Linked DNA regions of Rattus norvegicus: region 2 is linked to region 1. A link is a contact called in public Hi-C data. All regions are on one chromosome and are shown on one strand. The core of a region is the stretch at or near the end of the contact, and the rest is flanking DNA. Distances in the headings are between cores, read along the strand shown.

Evidence for each region. A called contact is a pair of places that touch in the nucleus more often than the background predicts.
Region 2: a Hi-C map of the A7r5 cell line shows a contact between it and region 1, with 2.2 times the contacts expected there. The contact joins two enhancer-like sites. A contact is called at or near these places in 2 of 12 Hi-C or Micro-C datasets (the A7r5 cell line and the Rat2 cell line).

What each region holds. Positions count from the first base shown.
Region 1 is chr1:110,053,089-110,060,533 of GRCr8, forward strand. It overlaps the pseudogene Ftl1-ps1. Among named protein-coding and RNA genes, the nearest start is that of Trnaa-agc61, 85 kb to the left of the region's middle. Within about 2 kb of position 5,298, at least 2 of the 93 cell types and tissues checked have an H3K27ac peak or open chromatin away from gene starts, as enhancers often do. A contact at or near this core is called in the A7r5 cell line, where this site is marked.
Region 2 is chr1:110,154,795-110,162,731 of GRCr8, forward strand. No RefSeq gene overlaps it. Among named protein-coding and RNA genes, the nearest start is that of Ano5, 64 kb to the right of the region's middle. Within about 2 kb of position 3,402, at least 2 of the 93 cell types and tissues checked have an H3K27ac peak or open chromatin away from gene starts, as enhancers often do. A contact at or near this core is called in the A7r5 cell line, where this site is marked.

The sequences.
Region 1 (7,445 bases), core at 4,048-6,547:
AAGACACCGAAGGTAAATTTTTAGAAAGGTGGGACCTTTTAAAACATCACGATATTATTAGCATATTCACTGGGAAGAGGAAGGATGGGAGATCCGTGGCTGAGATGTGTCCAAGATCAAAGTTCATGCTATTCCTATGCCCATACATTGCCTCCTGGTCAGGAAGCACAGCCAAGGAAGTATATCAGCGATGAGCTCAAACTTAACGCCTATACACAGAGTAGTTTTAGTTCACAGGAAGAGTCAGCATGGAAGAACCGGGACCACAGAGGCTGAGTCAATCATGCAAGGTCAGCATTTGAAGGGATAAGTGACTAACTTCTTGCTTCCCCCATTTCTACAGGTCACATAATAAGGATATCAATCTTTTTAAAGAGAAAAGAAGCAACAGGAAAACTGAGGTTGAAGTGGACATTGCATTAAGTTAACAGGGAGATTTTTTCTCCTTCTCAGAAGTGTCAGCCCTACGCAGTAACTCAAGAACATCCCACTTTGCTCTTACCTCTCACAGCTCTAACTAGTATAGACAAATACAGTGGACAAATACAGTATGATTTCATAATGGGCGGAGGAGAGCTCGGAATCTCCTAACTGCAATAACCCAAGGCTGAGTCAGAACTAGGGTGATTTCCATATACTTCATTGCAATCTTCGTCCAAGAGTGATTTACAAAAATTGTTGCTTGTGGGAATGTCATTTGTTCAAATACATAGCCCAAAATTGTCCTCCACTCAAGACCCCAGTTGTTCTCAGGAACCGCCTTTAACTCAAAGTGCTAGTTTTCAATTCTTTGCAATTGCCTGTGTATTTTCCCTGGTGCTGACCAAGGACCTGAGTTCATAACACTGGCAGCTCCGGATGTTGATCTGTTATTTATGACGTCTTAAAATAACTTCTGACTGAGCATTTCTTTGTCATCATCTTGGGAAGGTTTGTTTGGGCTGTAACAGAAATTAAAATGCACAGCATAACTCAACTGATGGTTGCTGAAATTTTGCTATTCATCTTAAAATTAGAATTTCAAAGAGGTTTTAAGGAGTGTGGTTGGTGGGGGGGAGAGGAAGATTGGGAGGGGGAAGGGAGGGGAAGAGGGAGAGAGAAGGGGAGGGGAGAGGGAGAAGGAGAGGGAAAAGGAGAAAGAGGAGAGGGATAGTTTGGAGCATATGCCTATATAATGATGCTCATGTAATTAGCCCTTTTGAGGCAGAAATTATCTTATTCCCTGTTCCCATGCAGGAGAATCAGTATGAACTGAGAAGAGTCAGTGAATGGCTTGCTGCTAACAGTGATGGTAATCCTGTTATATTCTCACAGGATTTAATTTATTATTTATAGAATTGAACACTTTCCTTTTTAAACTCAGTTGAATACTACAAGGTACACAGGCTTTGTTTCATTATCTTTACCAGGGAGAATCATACAGCTGACATTAATGAAAGAGAACTTGAATTGAGGTCTTTTCATAGTCATTCTTAGGGGTACATAGTCTCATAGTCATTCTGGGTACAAAAGACAGCCTCACCTCAAGTGAGTCTTGATTTAGTGGAACCCATGAAATTGATGTAAGTTGGTTTTGCCCACTGACCTGTTTCATTCACATATCCTTTCCTCCCCAAGCTATCCCCCCAAGAAATCTATGTGGGCCCATAGAACCCCTGTGAGACACATATGCCTCTGAAATATCCTCTCTTCAAAATCTATTTTCAAAAAATAAAATGAAAAGAAGAGAAAAGAAAAGAAAAGGGATCTAAGAAACACTGCTTTTACAAACTGTAGCCAAATAGTGACCCCTTTGGGAAGATCTGTTTCTAGCACAGTATAGTTCTCAGTCTGAGTCTGTCCACTGCCTTCCTGGTCCTTACATTATAGCAAGCTGGCCACAGTCTATAGAACAAGAGGCTCCAAGGAGTCCCACTATTGGCAGAAAGCTGTAAAGTAATTCCTCAACAACAAGGGTAGGATTTCAGGCGTCAGTTATCAGTAGAATGAGCTAAGGTGGATCAGGGTCAAAGGATGTCCCAGAGCCTTAGTTAGCATCTCCTGAACACTGTGACTGCACTCTGTCATGACTGATCTCTTTTATCAAGTAGGATGCTAAAACTGTACTTGCCATGTTTCTGTAAACCTGTTCACAAGTCTCTTCTTCTCCTTGCCCTGACATTTACTGCATATTTCTATACCGACCGCAATACACAAGTCTGCATACTATAATGTTTATTGAGCAAACAAGTGACAATTCTACTTGATATGGGTATAAGATCAGGGTTTGAACAGCTGAGTCTGAGCCAGTTATTCTGGATCCCATGTTATCTAGGAAAGGAAAATCCAGAAGCATTTAGCATATTCTTTTAGAAAGCACTAGCTTATCTTCCTGGAAAATATTTGATCATAACCTGTCATTCCTATCTCCAAGACCTGACTCAAAGATTAGATAGGGAAATAAAAGCCCCTTTCCCACCGAAATTTCTGGCTCTAAGCTCCAGCTGTGCTCTCACATTGATATCTTACGTTCTCCTATGCCCTGTATGAGAGTTGGTTCCAGTTAGTGATGACAATAACTGACAGCTAAGACAGTTGTGAAATGGTAACGTGTGGACCATTGAAGATGTGAGTCATAAAGCAAGACTATTTAGAAGGTCATTTTGGGGATAGAGAGATATTTTTAGCAGTTAAAATCATGCCCTGCACTGCACTTGTAGGAGATTCACATTCAGTTCCCAGCACCCATGTCTAGAATGGCACACTGCCTGTAACTCCAGAAAGTGGAATACCTTCTTCAGGTCTCTGTGAGCATGACATTCTATGAATACATACACACACACACACACACACACACACACACACACACACACACACACACACCACACACACACACGGGGCGGGGACTGGTATGTAATAATGTTTTTAAAAGGTTCTTTCATACAAAATGATTAAAAAGCAAAGGCAGTTTGCTTTTTAAAAGATCCTGTATGGTGAGAAGTGACTGCAGTGGTAAAGTTCATTTGCAAAATCTGTCTAAAATCACACTTAAAACAAGGAGAAGAGGGTTGCTGCTTTTGAAACTGAGATACACATGAAGCCCCATGTGATCAGAATAGCATCATGGTCCTGGTCCCTCAGTGTGACCAAGTATTCATGGTCCTCAAGTAACATCTGTCAAAACACACTTCAGAATTTGATTTGTGTCACCCCTTTTAAATTTTCAAAAAAAATTGGGGGTGGGATTGTTCATTTGTTTTTTGTTTTTGATTTTCTTTGGTTTTGTTTTCTTGAGACAGGGTTTCTCTGTGTAGCAGCCCTGGCTGTCCTGGAACTCACTTTGTAGACTAGACTGGCTTGGAACTCAGAGTTCTACCTGCCTCTGCCTCCTAAATCTTGGGATTAAAGTCATAAAACACCACTGTCTGGCTGGTATCACCCTTTGAAACAAGATTTGTCTTTTCTACAGAGAGATTTTCATAAACCATTCACTGGTTCTGACTCCTTGTCAATTGTTCAAAAAAGGAGTCAACACTAAACTCAAGAACACAAATAAGCCGCATGCATCATCATATTGAGAGTTTAGGAAATTATCCCTTTCTCCACCCATCTTTCTGTCCTTTGCTGTGTGGTCATCAATAGCCCATTATCTGTCACTAAGTAGTGATTAAGTGGTGTACACTTGAAATCTCAGAACGTGGGAGGAAAAGGCAAGAGGATCAAGCCACTCTGATCTACACGGCGAGTTCCAGACCAGCCAGGAACATAGAACAAGATCCCTTCTCAAAAACTCAGCCAAGATGATAAATTCAGCCAGACATATTTGTGAAACAAAAGCATGGCTACTATTATTGATCTTAGTTACTTAGCCACTTCATTTGGGGGAAGTGAAGTAAACTGAAAGACTATCCTACATCACAATTGCTATGTACTGAGATATTCTTCCACTTAATCAAGTAGGGGCCCTCTTGATCACAGTACTATTATCCTGGGCACAGACCTCAAGTACTTGAAAATAGAGCTTTCTTCCTTTTATCCTGTTAAATTAAAGGTCTTGGCTTGGTCATCTGACAAGGAGAATTTTGTCTGGTAAAAATGCAACTAATTTCTTTTCATGCCAAAGGTAAACCAAAGGGCTACTGTTTGCCCCAATGGACATTGTTTTTAGATTTAATTCAGCAATCTTATCAGGACAATTTTTCCCGGATTGTTTGTAAAAGTATTTTGAACCAGTCTTACCATTTTATGTGTTCTCTACAGAATATAATGAGACATTTGGTGTGTGCATTTGGTATCTGTGCTCTGGGCAGGCTTTTAACTTTTCAAAACTTAAACTTGAGGTATTTTAGGATTCCATCTATACTGATGGTCAAATGAGTTAACTGGGCAGAGTGACTAACCTAGGAGACTGACTTGGACACTCTAACCTCAGCCTCTCTCTGGTTGGGTTCCCAGAGGATCTCAGACAGTAACTGGACCTTGTCCACTCTTTGTTTCTGTGGATTGAATTTTCATTCTGCTGTTTGCAACTTTCACCTACATGGCTTCACATTATTCTGTTGTAATCTCTTTGTGGTGAGATTTCTTTTCTGTTTGATGAAGGGAATCCAACTGATTTCATGCTCTCTATTTCAGTATCACTTGTGAGCACAAGCAACTAAGAATCATATGCCCACCTGGGAAGAGAACACATCCTTATTATCTAGACTGGTAACTACCATGTATTGCCCTATTCTAAACTTACATGTTAAACAACCAAAGTTCCATGTGTTCATATCGTTGGTAAAAAAGACTTTCATCTACCACCCTATAAGTATAAAATGAACTCCTGTTCCAAGAAGATATTAATACATTGTGAGTCTGAAGAAGATCTGTTCTCAAGGTCTAGAAGCATAATTAAGTGCTTAGAAAACAAGTTTATGTTTTCAAAAACAGGTTTACAAAATTAGGGTGAGCCTCTCAATATATTAGAGCAGTTTGTTAATTTTTAAAAGTGATTGTGAAGCTGGGCATGCTAGCACATGTCAACAATGTGAGCTGCCCATTCTCAGAAGACAGAGACAGGTAGAGAGAGTCTAAGATTAACCTGAAAGAACTTCATATACCCTGTCTTTAAAAATAATCAAGTATAAGTACATAATGAGTACCCCATTCCACCACCCCCCACCTCATCTCAGGCCCAGGGACACCCTAACCAGCTCAGGCTTCTCCACATCTCAGAGCATTTTCCTAACCCTGGAGAGGTGTCTCAGCACTCCCTACAGCCCAGCACCCCTGCCCTGGTGGTTCTGTGGGATAAACACAGTTAAACTCCTCACATCCCATCTCTCCCCGAGAGGCTGTGCCTGGCAGTGGAGCAAACGCAGGCCTGACCCAAAAAGGAGCCACATATAAATTAATAACCTTTTCTGAACTAATACACTTACATCTCATTATCACCTCCAAAAGGGTGGAACTGGAGATTTCTACACTTGGCAAACAAGAAAGCTGGTCCTGCATGTTAAGTACCATTTGCCTGGTATCTTTATATGGTAGGCTATTACAAAATTGAAGGGAATTAATGAATAGATGAAAAATTTACCCTAAGTGTGTGGAACAGGAACATTTCTGAAATCTGAGACCAAAAATACCAGTAGTGCCAGGACATATTTTTTTTCAAAACCTCACTTGCCCTGGACTGAGGGTCATGGAAAGAAAGACCAAAGTTGGAATAGCAAGATGGGTGTTCAGTTTCAAGCAATTGCTGAGCTGTCTCGCTTGAGTGAATCATTCTGAGGGAACGTCTTATATCATGGACGCTCCACAGAGCTGTGTATTTAACTCCTGACTTGACCATCACAGGACTAGCTCGACAAGCCATGTGGAATGCTCTAGCATTGCTTGAAACACCTAGAGGACTGAAAGCTCAGATAGGTTTTTCAAAATCATCTATTCTAGATAGGCGTATATGTGAAACATACATCCCACCTATTCTGATAAACATACAGTGTTAGAATTGGGTGTTTTACTCTCCATCTGGTCATGTGGCTTCATCATATTAAAATATTTGTGACGTACGTAAAATTGTTCAGCTATAAAGAAGCACAGAACCTTGAAAGAAACTGCAACCACCGAAGATTTGCACTTTAGTTTTTAGTGCAAACTAAATACCATATACTGAGCGATTTAAGCAATTGAAATGATTACTAATGGTGCCAAGCCTCGAGGTTTGTGATCTCTTAAGCCTCATCTCAGCGTAAAGACGGACACCTTCTCACTGGGTTGTCAGAAGGTCATTGCTCCAGGTTGTATCCTCTGGCTTCTTCCTTCCTTCCTTCCTTCCTTCCTTCCTTCCTTCCTTCCTTCCTTCCTTCCTTCCTTCCTTCTTCTTCCCTCCCTCCCTCCCTCCCTCCCTCCCTCCCTCCCTCTCTTTCTTTCTTTCTTTCTTGACCAGATTTCCTCTTCCAATGAAAAACAGAAATTGAAAAGGAAAAATTGAAGCAGCGCTTTGGAGATCCCGTGGATCTGTATCTTGCTTCAACAGTGTTTGGACGGAACAGACCCGGGGACTCCCACTTTATTCACTTCCAGCCGCCTTACAAGTCTCTCCAGTCGCAGCCTCCGGGACCATCTCCTTGCCGCCTTCGGCTCCTAGGACCATCCAGCCCCGTCTTCGCGGTTAGCTCCATACTCTGGATCAGCCATGACCTCTCAGATTCTTCAGAATTATTCCACCGAAGTGGAAGCTGCGGTGAACCGCCTGGTCAACTTGCACCTGCGGGCCTCCTACACCTACCTCTCTCTGGGTTTCTTTTTCGATCCAGATGATGTGGTTTTGGAGGGCGTAGGCCACTTCTTCCACGAAAGCACACAGGCACCGAGTGTCTCCTCAAGTTGCAGAGGGGCCTAGCAATCTTTCAGGATGTGCAGAAGCCATCTGAAGATGAGTGGGGTAAAACCCTGGAGGCCATGGAAGCTGCCTTGGCCTTGGAGGAGAACCTGAACCAGGCCCTCCTGGATCAGCATGCCCTGGGCTCTGCCCGCACAGACCCTCACCTCTGTGAATTCTTGGAAAGCCATTTCCTGGATAAGGAGGAGAAGCTCATCAAGAAGCTCATCAAGAAAACTCCGTAGGGTAGCAGGGCCACAACCAGCGCAGACTGGCGTGGCCCAGGCATCTCTGGGCAAGTATCTCTTTGAGCGCCTCACTCTGAAGCACGACTAGGCCTCTGTGCCTTCCAAGGGGCTCCCTCCTCTGCTCTGCACCAGCTGCCTCAGCACCTCCACCCGAATGAACCTCTAAAGCCACTAGGCAGCTTTGTAACCGCCCTGGAGCCTCTCCCAAGTATTGGACCAAGTCAAAATAAAGCTTTTTGAAACAGAAAAAAAAAAAGGAAAGATTTTATTTTGCACAAACTTTGTTTGGTTTTTAACTCAATTCACTTTCTTAGGAGCCCCTTTCTAAACACCAAGCACTTTGCCTTTTT
Region 2 (7,937 bases), core at 2,152-4,651, 100 kb after region 1:
TCTCATAGGCCCTGCCAATCCTAGACAATTGCCAATGCTATTGGCTACACTCTATAACCTGAAGCTAAAGTCCTATTACTAAAGATGTCACTTACTTATGTCATGGAACATGGAGAAACCGCCCTGGTGTTCAGACAGAGGCCTTATTGACAAGCATTCATGGTACTGGAAAGTACTATGCACATTGATGGAGAGAAAAACAAACCTCGGTCTTATCTATCGACGAACCCTATGAGCTACAATAGTGACTTGCTCATAAGCTATACTCGTGTGGCAGTTGCAAAAATATTATGGGAGTAGCCAACTATTTTTTGATTGGACTTAGTCCATGACATGGAGCCCATTCCTGACACTGTTAATGAGACCAAAACCCACAGAGGCCTACTGTTATTATTCCTCTAAATCAGTGCTTCCCAACCTTCCAAATGCTGCAACTTGTTTATACAGTTCCTCATGTTCTAATGTACACAACCATAAAATTATTTTTGTTTCTACTTCATAGGTGCAATTTTGCTATTGGTATTAATCATAATGTAAACATCTTGATATGCAGGATATCTGATATGTACCCACAAGTTGAGAACCACTGTGCTAGATGAACACAACAATAAGACTATTCTTAATCTATACCCATAGATCAATACTGATGAACATATGCTTTTAATAATCTTTAAAAAGAAATGATACTGAACATAACTATAAATTAGGAGGCTTCCTCTTCTTTAATATATGCTGCGTATTTAATTCTCATGAGAGTTCTGAGAATTAAATTTATCTTCACTATTTTCCAAAGAGGAAAACAAAGGTGAGAAGTGTTTGCTGACTATCAAAAAGTGACGCCTCTGAACTGAGGAAAATGAGAAATAAATTAAAACTAGAATTGGTCTGGAGATAATGTTTCAGAATTGTCACAGCCCTCCCTCAAAGTCACTACATTGAAAATCCCGTCATAGTTAATGTTTCGAATTCTTTTGAGGCAGGTTATTATGATTTAATTAGGCTGAGGTATGAGCTGCTGGGTCAGAACTCTTTAACCTCCTGCCTCAGCTTCCTAGACGCCAAGGATTCGGGCAGGTACCACCACAGCGCCAGACTGTCCTTTTGGTGTTAAGTATAAAGCATTAAGTGTTGCTGTAACCAGAATCTATTAGACCATTGCTCGGCCTTGATTTTCCTTTAATCAACAATCTGCATCTAAGGATAAGTGACTGACTGTGGGGGTGCCAAGCCCCAGTGAGTGCATCTACAACACAGCCTCTATACCTAAAGAACATCACAGAAGAGCGGATGGGAAGACTCTGAGAGCCAGAGGACCAGTACACCTTCTGCTAGAAGGGACAGAGAAGGTGCACCCATGAGATTTACTATCTGGTCACCTAAACCAGATCCATGTGAAGACAATAGCTGACATGCCAGTGTGCACATGGGAAACTTCACAAGGTCCCAGCCCCAGGTGCTGAGCTATAACCAGTTAATTATGTTTGAGGGAGGGAGAATGAGTCTTCTCCAGTAACAAGCTCTCTGATAGGTTATCCAATCCCTCTAAACGATATGTACAATGCAAATAACACTAAATGAATGCAGACTGTCTTCTGTCTCCTACATGTTCATGTAAAGAGGTTTTCTACCTCTGATCTAGGCTGAAGTATTACCTCCTAGAAATGATAAATTTAAGGACCTTATAGAAAGTATAAAGGTATTCTGTCATATCACTGTTGCTATTCTTTCTGTTTCTGCATCCTGAGAATCTCTCCATCCCTCTCCCTCTACTTTTCTCTCCTGTATATCATCCTCAACTGGAAAGATTGTGTGTGTGTGTGTGTGTGTGTGTGTGTGTGTGTGTGTGTCTGTGTGTGTGCACGTGCGCGCGCACACACATGTGGATATAATTTTAGTTTCACTTATTATCATTTTGATGGCACAATAGTCAGATTGTCACAGTTGCCTGTACCATATTTCTTAAAGGAGCAATTCTAATTTCAGTCAGAGGGTCGTCAGCCTTCTATCTTATAGTAGGACACTAAGTCCTGACTTTGTGTGGCCCTTAGCCACTCCTTCTATTTTCCTTTGTCAGACATTATTCCTGGGTCAGAGCTTCGCCTGTGTCCTGGCAGCAATTCTGCTTGCAAAAGTACAGTGCCATGAACCCGCACTCTTACCCCAACCCCCATGCACCTTTACTTTCCTCTCTTTTATTCTCAAGGGCCTCTAGTCTTTGCTCACTAAGCCTACTTGTGTCAATAGAAAAGAGGAGGATAACAAATGTGTTTGTGCATACATTGTTGAGACTCATTATTTGACTGTACCAAGCTTCATAACCACACGGTTTTAAAGGAGGGAAAATGCACTCAGCACACAGTTTCATGGAGAAAAGGCAGATCCCATCTGTCCTTTGTTGGACAAAGGTTAAATGACCAAATTGACTTTTCTTTTCCACCACAGTGCTTTGTATTCAGTGGCTTTTCCTGAATATGCAATGTTTTTCTGCGTGTGTTTCTAAGTATATGATGGCAAGGGTGAAAAAATGAACAGGATTCAACTTCTCTCCGGAGCTGAAGACCTCACAGAGTCTAATCAAGGGTCCTTCTGAAAAAAAAAGAGTTACTCCAACACACAGCTTCTATGGGGAATTCTTCAACAGCCATTTAAGGTGTACATTCTCAAAGCTAAAAGAAAAAAAAGGAACATTCTGAACTCTCATATGGCATATGACACGATAACGGAAAGCATGCTATGTGCTGATTAAGTTTTGGGGTTCATATTAAGCAACCTTCCGGATTTTATATTTGTGTCCCACCCATACATAGAATGATATTATCAGCAATTTCCACACTGGCCTTTATTTCAGTTTAGATAACCCAGGCTGTGATGATGTAACTTATTCTTTCAGTGAAATCATGGTGACAAAGGAGAAGAAAAGGAGACAGATTTGGGTTTATTGTTTATGGATCATGGAATAAATAACTCCTGCTTATTCCTAGGCTTGTTCCATTCCAATGATGCCTCCTGGATATGAGGAACTAAAAGGTAGCAAAAACAATAATGTCCTTAAAAGATTTTACCCTATGGAGTGTCTATAAACTACGAACGCATTGCTTTGCTACGCTTTCTTTGTGATATTGTGCTTCAAAATGATCTCATATAAATATGACATTATATGTAGATGATGTTTATGGGCATAGGCACTGCGCTTGTTGTATGAATTAATTTCATGTTGCACCCAAAGGACAGTTAGTACTTAAAGTACTTCACTTGAAAATCCATATTCTATAGCCTTGTAGTCCTTGACTATGCATAATATTTATCTGCCAATTAAATAAGAAAAGAAGCAAGTACATTCCAAAGTGACTGCAGCAGCAAACATTTATTCTAAATTTATTCTAGTCAAAGAAGGTCATAATATGCAAGCAGAATGCTAACTTACCCCCACTGGTGAAAGTATGCGGTGCTCAGACCTTCCTGTGGGTAAGAAAATAGTTTATAGATTCGAAAGTCTGTTAAGAACTAGAAATTGAAAGTCGGCTTAGTGCAGCTGCCTTGGGACTTCATTTCAGGACAAGTATTTTTGCACCTTCTCCTAACAAATGCTTCTGTCACTTGGTCCAGGTGGAAGGTAGCCGACAGTCCATCTAAAAGAGAACTACTCAAGCATGAGACATGAGCATTGCCTGAGGCCGCAGAGCCGCAGAGAACATGTCAAGAAGGGCAGTTTCTGGACCTGCTCAGTAACAAGCACAGAGAAATGAAAGAATGTAATGGGTGTGTTTGTTACTCTTCCATTGCAGCGATAAAATAACCAGCCAAAAGTATCTTATAGACAGAAGAATTTATCCCATCGGGTTCCAGAGGAATGACAGTTCTTCATTGTGGTATAGCACAGCAGCAAGCTGCAGACACAGTGGCAGGAGCAGGAAACTTGAAGATCACACCTTTAACTACACACACGAAGCAGAAAGAGAACTGAAAGGGACTGTTGTAAACCCCAAAGCCATTCCCCATTGATACACTTCCTCTACAGAACCTCAGTTCTCTATAACTCTCCAAACAGTGCCACCAGCTGGAGACCAAGTGTTCAAAGGTCTGAATCGATAGGTGACAGTAGGAGACCTTTCCTGTTTCATCTTACTAGTAAGGCCACGGGCAAGAAAGCTTCCTGTGTTTGTTGCTTCCAAGTTCCCTCAGTGACCACTGCCCACTGCTTAGCTTAGATTCCTTTCCAAAACAAAGTCCCTTCTAGGACCATTAACTTTCTTTAATCTGTATTGAATAACTCAGGGACCATGGGGATACAACAGACACTTTCTCCATTTGCAAAGTGTGTTATAGCTTTACAAATTATTTTTAATCCCCCCACTCACTGGAATAATTGCTCTAAAGAAGCATAAGCCTCCTGGAACAGATCAAAGGAAGCCTTCGTCTTCCAATAGAATTTGAAGTACAGTAAAGTAGAGCCTGGGAGATGGTGTTTGCCTTGCAAGCATGAGTTTGGAACCTTAAAACCCACATGAAGAGCTTGGTGTGGCAGAAGCATGAACCTATAATTCCAGGGACGGCTAGATGAGTGTTGGAGGCAGGCAGACTCCAGGAAGCCTACTTACCTGACAAGGCTCTGGGCCAATGAGAGATCCTATGTCAAAGAAAAGGTAGAAAGTATCTGAGGAATGACAAAGTTGTCCTCTGTTCTAATTGTACCTAGATAGAGACATTTGTAGACTTCTTCATAGGAAGTTACACAAACACATTCATACACATGCATATGCCCACACATCAATACACACTCAGATTTTAAGAAAAAAAAAGGGGGTCACCACATCTAGATTTATTATATCCTCTGTAATTAAAAATCTAGCACAAAGAACTAGGGATATAGCTCAGTGACAGAGGTACCAAACATGCCCAAAGCCAGGCTCGGTTCCATTACTGTAAACAACAAAAGACGAACATGAAATTGTCATGATCAATTCCATAAGAAAGAGCATATAAGGAAAGCCTTTGAGAGAAGTTGACCTTGACCACAATGATAAAAGAATTCTTATCAATACCTAGATTCTCATAAGGACCAAATAAAATGAGGGATTGCTTAAGGAAATGTTTTCTTCTTAACAGTCCTAGGAAACTTTAGCCCTTCAGCCTTTAGGCTCTAACACTGTAGACAGTGAGGATGTATACAGCAGGCGCCTGACAAATTATATTACATTGACCCTGCTTCCCTCTTAGGCACAAAGCCCCGATTTGGATCCCTAGCACTGCAAAAATGGGCGCAGTGGCACATGCCTATAATGCTAGCACTTTTGAAATGGAGGCAGGAGGATGAGAATTTCAAGGTCATCTTCGGTTCCATAGCACATTTGAGGTTAGACTGGACAATAAAGGCATTGTCTCGATTTTTAAAATATATTAATTTGTGTTGCTCTTTAGGCAAAGCACTCTCTGCATTGCTTCAACCTCTTTTATGAATGGGAGTTATCTAATTCAGAGGACACTTATTCCTTTGGCCCAACATACCAAACCAGGCTTCACTTCTCTGGTGAAGTACAACACTGTCTTACTCAGCTGCCAGGGTTGGTGGTCCCATTACATCATTTGGCTTTCTTTGCCCCTATTCATTAGTATCCACGCAATGCCATTTGCTGTGTGAGAGGATTTGCCACTCACGATGGTCAGGTCTGTTCTGTGTTAGTTAACAAGTACCCACAGTGGGCAGCTTAGCACACTGCTCAGCAGGAAATCACTTTGCAAATGATTTGTTTTATTTTAGTCTTTGTCATCCTGGGTGGCCCTGCCTTGTGCAGCAGCTCTGCCTGGAAGAAGTCAGAACCAAGCCGTGTTCCTGCCTTTCATCGCATTTGGCATGTTCTCCTTCCAGATCCTTGCAGTGGATATTGTGCAGACATTTTCCAGCAAATTTCAGAAATACTGAAGTTCTTAGAAGGCCACTCTTCATATTTGGTGTTAACAAATCTGAGGAGTAGACACAGGAGCAAATTATCTTAGGACACTCAGAGAAAAACAAGGCAGTAGATCATCCACCCTGAATCTACGTCTGTTTCAAATCCAGACCCCTGTCTACCCAAACTGCCCCAGGCTTGTTTCCTGTTCAGTCTCTGTCTGCTTTCATCTACCTTCTCCTTTATCTTGGCCTCTTTTCTCTTTCTCTCAATACACTTTCTCCACAAAATGTTCTCCAAATTCAGTTCCAATGTGTAGCAAATATTAGTTGAATGAGACGGCACTGAACAGTCAACCCTAAAGACCTGACCACTTAACTCCATCCAATTTAACCTCTAACAACTGCCCTGTGATCATGGCCTTTTCCCTAAATCACACATTAGCAGTGGCTGTGAAAAAATCATTTCATAATTAATAATGCAAAAAAGAAGACCCTTTTATTAGTCTGATAAAGTAAGTTGAAACTAATGCATTTATTTACATGTGAATTCTCAGGAACGTACATTTTGGGTTTACATTTTCTATAGAGTAAAAACACCACACACCAAAATTAATCAAACCCTACATCTATGCAACTCATTGAACTTTTATACAGTTAAAGTTGGCATTTGGAATGAACACTGTGAGGTTTCACATTAAATGTCTCATTTTCACCATCAAATGTATTTTCTTCATTGATCCACCACCAAAACTAAAACAATGAAAAAAAGAAAAACCCTCCCTGACAGACAGAAAAAGAATAAGCATTGTACCATCTCTCACAAAACATCAGGTAATATCTTTATCTGAAAGCTTGTTTAAATAATTGAATTTTAAAGTTTTCTAGTAGGAAAAAATATTATCTATTTATTCTCCAAAGTTCCTAGACTCTACAACTGAACAGGAAAAAAAACAGGATGATTTTGTAACACCTTAAATCTTCAGAAAGCCCATCTGCTTCCAAGTGACAGGACTGCTCAGGGCAGGCAGGAGGAGAACTAGATTGCTCCTTGAAAGAATAATGTGTGTGTAATTATTACTTAGCAGAGAATTTGTGTATTGCATGGTTCATTTATTATTCTCTGCTGCCACTTATAGCTAACAACAAAATAGTTGAGTTGAATGCATACAAAATTAAACAATAAAATTCTAGAATAAATGTTATTTTAATGAGGGTAAACGGTTTTTCCCTTTTTGATTACCAAATAGTTTTAAGGTTTAAGGTGAATTGCATTAAGTACCATCTCTGTTGTAATATTTAATTTGTATTGAGTGTGTAGATACCTTATGAACTTCTCAAACAAAGCACACTGTACCCAAGAAAGTCAAATAACCCATTAGGCTGCTGGTAAGGCCAGTGAAGAATGGCTCTCACAACTGTATTCCAGCGATTGAATTGTTTTACCAATATACTTGTGCTCTAACTAACTATGTGGTGTTTAAATCTTGACTAGGAAAGAGAGAGAAGTATAAATTGGAAACAATTGTCCAAATAAATTAAATTTGAAAAACAAAGATGAACACACTTTAATGCTAAGTATTCTGAATAGAGTTGTTGTCTCTTCTGGCTGTTCTCCAAGTAGTGATGCTGTTTGTGAATGTTATAGAGCCTTTATGAGGTAGAGTCTGACCCTAAGAGGTATGTCACTGGGGCCTTGCTTTGGGGGTTTATAGCCTGGCTGTTTCCTCCTCTCCTCTCCTCTCCTCTCCTCTCCTCTCCTCTCCTCTCCTCTCCTCTCCTCTCCTCTCCTCTCCTCTCCTCTCCTCTCCTCTCCTCTCCTCTCCTCTCCTCTCCTCTCTCCTCTCCTCTCCTCTCCTTCTCCTCTCCTTCTCCTCTCCTTCTCCTCTCCTCTCCTCTCCTCTCCTCTCCTCTCCTCTCCTCTCCTCTCCTTCTCCTCTCCTCTCCTCTCCTTCTCCTCTCCTCTCCTCTCCTCTCCTCTCCTCTCCTCTCCTCTCCTCTCCTCTCCTCTCCTCTCCTCTCCTCTTCTCTCTTCCCCTCCCCCTCCCTC